Regions from separate parts of the Zea mays genome. Here region 1 is linked to region 2. A link is a contact called in public Hi-C data. All regions are on one chromosome and are shown on one strand. Each heading gives the region's core, a stretch centred on a gene start, on an enhancer-like site or on the middle of the called end of the contact. The rest is flanking DNA. Distances are from core to core; before and after follow the strand shown.

What was found. Hi-C and Micro-C count contacts between places; a contact is called where the count stands out from the background.
Region 1: a Hi-C map of ear shows a contact between it and region 2, with 2.7 times the contacts expected there. The contact joins the enhancer-like site here to the promoter of LOC100281257 in region 2. A contact is called at or near these places in 2 of 25 Hi-C or Micro-C datasets (ear and tassel).

Annotation. Positions count from the first base shown.
Region 1 is chr3:14,008,092-14,012,236 of Zm-B73-REFERENCE-NAM-5.0, forward strand. No RefSeq gene overlaps it. Among protein-coding and RNA genes, the nearest start is that of LOC103651766, 22 kb to the right of the region's middle. Within about 2 kb of position 1,375, at least 19 of the 20 cell types and tissues checked have an H3K27ac peak or open chromatin away from gene starts, as enhancers often do. A contact at or near this core is called in ear and tassel, where this site is marked.
Region 2 is chr3:13,849,366-13,853,464 of Zm-B73-REFERENCE-NAM-5.0, forward strand. LOC100281257 reads right to left here and starts at 1,437. Exons shown (of 9, transcript NM_001367883.1): 1 at 997-1,437; 2 at 820-875; 3 at 66-180. The coding sequence starts at 1,128.

The DNA of each region.
Region 1 (4,145 bases), core at 125-2,624, 160 kb after region 2:
TACAGTACTACTCGCAATAGCTCAATCAGTGGCCCCATGTTCCGATAACCAATTTTTTTTTGTTTTGTTTTCATTATCGCTTGTTTTTGGAGGCAGCGGGTGCGCCAATGATTCGCGCGCACACGGCAGGCACACACACTCATGCGCACAGCGAGCCATGCCGCCCTGCTGGAGCTTGGCTGTACTGTATCCTTCGTCCTTCCTCTGATTGATTGGTAGTACGTGCGCGTTGGATTGCATCAGCATTTCAGCAGAGTATTCGGGTAGCCCCGGCCGTAGCCCTGCGTGCGAGCGATGCGACGAGACGAGGACGGGTGTGAGCGCGCCACTGGACGGCCGGACGGATGATGCCATGCCGTGCCGTGCCAGAGACTGGGCTCTGAATTATTCAGGCATTTTTTATAGGTAAAATATCGTTTCGCGGGCGGGGTTGTATATGCGTGCACAGTACCTGTGCCTGTGTGATTGATGTTTGGTATAGTACACGTTGCTCCAGAACGAACGAACGAACCCGGCCGTGCAACGTCTTTTTCGTGAGCGGTGGGTGATCATTATATAATAAAAATACTTAATAATTGGGTGAGTATTGTGTCTAAGCTAGGTACCAGCGCTGTGTGCTGTGCAGTGCTGGCCTCCGATTCGAGTTGTTGCCAGGCGACTATAGTCTACACAGCTCTCTATACTCATTGTGTTGGATCATTGAGTAGCTAGCTAGCTCCGAATCGAAGGAGCTGCCGCTGTTTAGTCTATACAATTAGTCTGTACGCACGTCTAGCCTAGGGCAGTGCAAGCTGGATGGGACCGAAATTATTGTGCATTAGGTTGCTACTAGCCTCCTATACCTTGCTTGCTCTCCGGTCAACACGACGATGCTCGCCACCGTGGCTCTGCTAGATTGCGTTACCAGACAAACTAATTATTTCGCTCGGGCCGGATGTGCCTTTCTTTTTTTCTCCTGGCGAGGATGGATGATCGTGTTGTCTCAGATCCGATCCGCTAGGCCTACAAATGTTAACCCTCCGTACGAACGTCCTCCGCCAGATCCAGCAGTCGAATCGTTACTGGCTAGCGCGGTAAGCATACACGATTACGATAACACAAACTGACAGCGTCCGTCTGTGTGTTCCGAGTCCGAGGTACGTACGCGCGGGGCAGGTGGTACGGTGACGTGCTGACGTGCCAAGTGGATGAACTTTGCTACAGTAGTAGCCAGTAGCAGTACATGTACCTTGTCCTTACCTTACCATACGTGTGCTGCATGTGGTGGCCGCACCCGCACGTGGGGGGCTTTCCGTGCAAGCAGTGGTGCTCAGAATTCAGAAACAAGTGTCCCTCCCTCCCTCACCCGATCCCATCCACCGCGCCCCCGTCACGACACGTGGCCCGCCGGCGTCCACGCGCGGGCGTTGTCGTCTTGTCCATCCGTCGGGTGGGCCGGTACACCCAACACGTTCCCAAGTTCCTCGCCACGAACCGCCGTCACGACGCGATGACGCGCGTCGACCTCGACGACTCGGCTTCCGGTCCATTCCCTGCTGGGCTGGGCCACGGCCACATACATGGTGGGCTAACATCTGTTCTCCCGCCCGGGAGGAGCGAGAGGGACGGGGACCGGCGACATGGACGACAACGACCTCGGCTGTCATGCCTAGTGCCTCCTGTGCTGCACATGCACCGCCAACGCCGCCATCTGCAACTGGTGCACCTTCCTCACCGCGCTGGGCGGTCGCCGCCCGCGCCACCGTCACAGGCGCCTCGCTGAGCCGCCTCGGCCTCGTCACCATCACCAGCAAGCCGCCCACACCTAGGCCCCGGGCTGCAGCGCGGGACGTGGCCCCAAAAACTTTTTGTTAGCTCACATGGTGCTGTTTGGTTAGGGATGGCAGTTTTAACCACATATCCGAAACCCGATAGGTACACGTACGAGTGAATATTTGGACCCGCTGGTTCACTTTGCACCTGACCCGAAGTTTCATGAGTGTGAGTGTGGGTGCGACTTTCTATTTCAACCCACGGGTAACCCACACTCGACCCGAAATTTGGTGTATTCTTTATTTTGCGCAAAACTAATTAAGATACAATAGTAACTATTTTGAATAACTAACTTAGCTAATGATTCATGAAATGTTTTGTTGCTACTCAATGTGAAAAGGCTTAAATTTGTACATATAACTCAACTATTACGGCTACTTAATTGCTTATTTGCTAAATTATTGTTTAAACTCATACACTTAGTAAACCCTGCAGATAACCCGAAACCCGACGGGTGCGAGTGCGGGTTTGGAATTGCACCCGCGGGTGTAATCGTGAGCGGGTTTTGATAGTTTTTATTGGTGCAATCACGGGTGTGTTTTTGCTCCACCTGATCCGAACCTGACCCATTGCCATCCCTATGTTTGGTTCACACGATTTAGTCTATAATTTATTTACGGAGATATCTGATGTTGTTTGTGTTTGGTTGAACCTGTCCGCAATGGATCACGCTGCTATTCGATACCAGTCCATAGAACTCCAGTGCCTCTCTGGGTGTTACCAGGGGCGGATTTACGATCGGGGCTGCCTGGGCTGCATCCCCGGTCGCGGCCCAATAACGCGAGGAGCAGGTATTCAGCCGCAGCCCAGCTTCGCTAGTCGCTACGGGCTACGGCGCTACCCTAGTCCAGTGTCCAGCCGCCGCACTGACGCCGAGCACATCCAGACGCCAGAGCCGCAGACCCGCAGTTGCCGACTTGCCGACCGCCGCACGCCGCGCGGTGCGCGTCTGCGCGCGCGACTGCGCCGCCGCCACCGCTCAGGCTGCCAGCGCCAGGCGCGTCTTCCACCGGCGCCCAGGCCGCCAGGCGCGACCGCGCGACTGCGCGTCTGCGCGAGTCTTCTGGGTTCTGGCCACCGCGGCACCGCCCAGGCCGCCAGGCCCGACCGCTGGCGAGCAGGCGAGCAGGCGAGCAGGCAAGCAGGCAGAGCAAAGCAGAGCGGTGAGCAGGCGAGCAGAGCAGAGCAGAGCAGCGAGCAGGCGAGTAGAGCAGAGCAGAGCAACGAGCAGCCGGTGAGCCCTTCTGTTTCTGTTTTAATTTGAAGTTTTCTGTTTTAATTTGAAGTTTTAATTTGAATTTGATTATTTATTTGATAGTAATCTCATGTTTAATTATAGGAATAAGATGGATAAATTTCTCATCAAGAACCAGAAGAAAGATGCTTCTATTTCTAAAACAATTAGGACAAATGAGAGCCGTGTAGAACAAAAGAGGCCACGTATTAAGCTAGATATGAATGATATAGTTGCAGATCCTGGTCTTAGAAAACCAATTGATGAGTTCCCCCATGAAATTAGAGATGACGCTAAAAGAGATTATTTACAAATGGGCCCATGTCAACCATTTGGTCATACATTTCCACGGACACCGGGTAGTTCTCAAACTAGAGGTTTTGTTGAATCTTGGTTTAAACAGTTTGATTGGTTAGAGTACAGTGTACAGAAAGATGTATTGCTTGCCTTGATCCAAGGGATTCTTTTGCCAACTTTGATTTAGAGAAGTTAATTGAGCTATCAAAGATTTATGATGCTGATTTTAGTGATTATGAACGTATATGCCTTATGGATCAACTTCTCTTATTCATTGATGAGGTTAGAAATGATGATGGATTTAGAGATTGTAATGATCTTGGACACCTTGCTACAAAGATGGTTAAAACAGATAGACACATATGTTTCAGTTTAGTGTATCGTCTTGTTGAGCTTGCATTAATCTTGCCAGTGACAACTGCAACTGTTGAGAGAGCTTTTTCTGCTATGAACATTATCAAGACTGAAAGAAGAAATAAAATGGGTGATGAATGGATGAATAACAGCATGCTATGCTATATTGAGCGGGATATGTTTGTAGAAATTGAAGATGAAAAGATTTTGAAGCATTTTCAAGGCTTAAGAACTCGGAAGATAATTTTACCTCGCAGCATCAACTCATGAACGGTATGTGTAAGATTATTGTATTTCTAGAATTTGTATCGACTTATTTTTGGACTACATATTTCTTCAATGTTTAAATTATAACTTGCTTCTTGTGTCATATTAAATATCAATTATATTTTTTTGTTTGGTTTAAATTTTTTTGTGTTAGTCTTAATTTAGTAGCCCCTTCTTGAAT
Region 2 (4,099 bases), core at 187-2,686:
CATATATATATTGTTTGGTTGGAGGAAGGAAGGAACGCGTGCGGTTGGGAGGAAGCTGGAGGTACCTCCACATCTGCTTTCTGATGGTTCTTGAGCGTCTGCACAACGAAGGCCGCGGCTTCCTCGGGCGTCTTCGGAGGCGGCCGGGCTTTCTTCCATGCCACCAGCAGCTTCTTGTACCTTACATGAGCGCAGAGAGTTTTTTAGTTTTACAAACCCGACGAGATGCGGGTGCTCACCCCTCGTCGGTTGTCGTCATGATGAAAACCATAATTCCGCAGCCAACTAGTACCAGCTACCGCGGTGGTTTTCCCGACTAATTTAGCAGTTAAATGACGCAATTTACTTCAACGACAAATAAATCAGCTGGCGACATTATATCAAGTACGGGAACTCATTAGGTTTTTTTTGTTATCAAAAGTTCTTCGGTTGTAAAGAAAGGAAGACGTAGAGTAGTGCCCTAATCTTGTAGTGCTAGACTACTAGTAGCTGCTCACTGTGACTGTGATGGCAGTGACGGAGTCTAGAGTCTACTGCCATCTGTCCTTCGTTATCGCCATAAATATAAAGCTTTGTTTCCTTTTTATTTTACTAGGGTGTAGACAAATATGTTACCACACGCTGCACTGAATTTATCTCACTGTCTCGTTCTACTATGGCCACAAAATTCAGAAGCTAAAGTTAATTACCACCGCTATGTTTTTCCATTAATTTTTAAGATAAAGTCCTCTTCTGAGCTCCACTCATCAAAAGCCCTCGCAACCACGACAGTTCGGTCGGACCGGTGCAAGGGAAATCAAGCGGAGAGAAATTGCGTACCAATTCGCCTGCGCTTTCTTGGAGGAGACGACGTGCCGGCTCAGCTCGTCCGGAACCTAAAAAAACACAGCACAGCACAGCAGAGCAGAGCACCACCAGGCACCAGATGAGCAAAACCGACACCGCACCGCGGCAGCGCCAAACGCGCAATCGGGGAATTGAGCTCGCGCGGCTCACCTGCGAGGTGCTCTGGAAGCTGAGGACGTCGCGGCCGAGCGCGGCGACGGCGGGGTGCGCGCCGTGGAGCCCGTGCTCCGACGACGAGGGCGCGCACAGGCCGCATAGGAACCGGTAGATGCTGTTCCCCATGGCTCTACGGTCTACAGTAGTAGGCTCTAGCTAGCGTCCCCAGGCTCGGCCACCGGCGCGACGCGACACGGGGCGACGAAGGCGAGATCCCGGTGGACTGCTGCGGTGCTGGGCTGTGGGCTCCGTCTGCAGGGTAATCCGCCCCGGGATTTGAAAGCTGCGGCGGCGGTCCTGTCCGTATGCCTGCCTGCCTGCCCGTGCGTGTGGATCTGCGCCGCGGCCGTTTTGAAGTTGGGAGCGGGCAGGATGGAAATGGAATCGCAGGGGCGTGGAGAGCTCGCTTCACGAGGAGGAGAAAGTGAAGGGGGGGAAGGGATCGAACGAGAAAGCTGTTGCGGCTGACCTGTCGTCTGTCGAGCCAAGGGCTCGTAGCGCGATCCGCGACGTGGAGGCGCGCGGTTGGCTGGTGGTGCCGCGGGCGCCCGGGCCGGTGGGGTGGTGGGGCCGGACGACCAGGCGCGCGCCGGATTTGTTGCGGGTACGGGGCGTGGCGTGCTCACGTGTGCTCGTTGACGCTGATTGCCAAGCACGCCAACGTGTCCTGGCGTCGGGAATTGCCTGCTTGCTACGGTTTCAGAATGCTTTCTTTGGCATTTCGTAGCAGAAAACAGTGCGCCACCTGAGCGCGGTAGAGCGAATCATTGGCGGCCAATACTGAAATAGCTTCGCGACACGTTTCCACCTGTGCAGCTGCAGCTTGTAGTTGTAGGAGTTCCGTCTCGAATTCTCTCTGAAAAATATAAGATCGTCTCCAACAACATATCTAAAATAGTGCCCTATAAATAAAAAAAAGAGGTATCAATTGAAGCGGGGTCTAAAAATATTCTATGCTCTAATAGTAAAGTTCTTAATCAGTTAAGTAATTGAAATTCGTTTTTTTTCATACCCACAAAAACAAATTGGCACCCTCTATCTCTCGTTGGGAACCATTTTTTCGCTAACTGTTTGGCTCGTACTTCGTTTGCTTGATGCCTTGGTGCCGTCGTCGTTTGCAACGCTTTGGTATGTGCACTATGTTTTTTTATAAAACTTTATAAAATATGGCACTTTTGAAGTTACCTTTTTATGTTAGGCCCTATATTTAAAAATAAGACATCTATTTGAGGCGCTATTGAAGATGTTCTAAGTGCCACGCGAAGGGAAATTGTAAGGCTACGACCTCTTTGGACCAAATGCGTGCTAATAGCTTAATTGTCCAGGTTATATAATTTAATTTATTTTGAACTAACACTAAATTTAAAATAAGATGGAATATATAATCTAGGTAGATTATAATCGCAAACAAACAGACTCCAAGTTTAGTTCGGATTTTGGATATCAATTAGAACGACTAAATGTGCGCTAATTATAAAACTAATTATATAAGTCACAACAAATTCATAGGATGGATGAGTTAAATGTAACCATTTCATGATTAGCCTATTTTTGCTATAATAAAAATGTGTTAATTATGGATTAGTTAGGTTTAATAGATGTTGGGGACTTGTTCTCAAATGCTATGAATAAAAAACAAGGCAACATAAAATATTAAATATCAAAGCTCTTCGTCCTTCAAATCATTATTTCCCTTTGGATATAACGAATTTAGGACGAAGGTCATGAAGGACATACCTTCATGATCATGATAAAAGATGGAGAACATTCAAACAAAGTACATAAAGTAACATAATTTCTGTAAACATTATTATTAATCTATTTTCATTTGTATCACTTGTGTAAACAATGATAAATTACAAATGTATCTTCGGCTTGAAGGAAAGAGAATACAGGCGTGACACAAAAGTGAATGCCCAGTCAGCGTGAACAGTACGGGAGTACTGTTCATCTATTTATAGGCACGGGTCGCAGCCCATGTAAAATTACATCCAGGCCCTTTGCCTATGACAACAACTCTATAGTAATTTATCCGGGTCTAAATAGTCTTTTCCTTTTTAAGTCGGTTTTCTCTTTTCTGTCATCATGCCGAAGCTCCCTTGCGTACAACTTCGGCTCTGCTCCATCCTTCGTGTTGTTTCCGTGCTTCTTCACACCGTGGGCCTTTGTTCGAAGATCCCTGTTCATACAATATACTCCAGAGACATTGTTAAATCATGTTTTTGAGGACCTTCGAAAGCCAAAGGCCCCCAACAGTAGCCCCTCGCAATATTAATTTATTAGAATGATGAATTTATATTGCGACATGGACGAAGGCCTTAAGCCGAAGGTCCGAAAAAACATCTTCCCTTTGCTAGAATAGCAACAGTCACTGGCAAGCGGGACCCTCCAGTTCTCAACACGCTAGGCATATAAATAAGAAGTCACCACGGGTTCATTTGGCACGCTCTCTTGCCATCTGTTCTTGCTTACTCAATTTTTAGCTCCTGCGCACCAACACCTGGTTGGCTTTTTAAATTTTTAAGCTTCGGCTTTGAGAGATTTTCGAAGATGTCTGAAGACAAGAAAGATGTCGCTGAGTCGAGGCTGAGCCTTTCTGAAGAGAAGAATCTTGGTTTTCTTGAATTAATGGCAAAGACAAATACAGAGAAGATTACCAGGGAGATTTTGGAAGGTTTGTCTGAAGATACTGGCGATAGCGACAGTTATGATGTGGAAAGTGGTGGAGAAGACTCCGAAGATCGACCCTGGCGACCAAGTCATACAGTCTTCGGCAAGTCGAGCATTAAGCAGAGTCATCTTGATACCATGAAGGGAAGGTATTTTCGAGACATGTCTATTGTGAGGGCGGATATTGGGGAGAAAACTGTGCCTACTCCCGAAGAAGATGAAGTCGTGGTATTCCGAAGCTTCTTGAAAGCTGGACTACGATTTCCCTTGAGTAGTTTTGTTGTGGAAGTACTGAAGGTTTTGAAGTCTATCTTCACCAACTCACTCCTGAATCAATCATAAGGATGAATATCTTCGTGTGGACCGCGAGAAGCCAAGGCTTGGAACCTGATGCAAAAAGTTTCTGCAACATACATGAATTGTTATA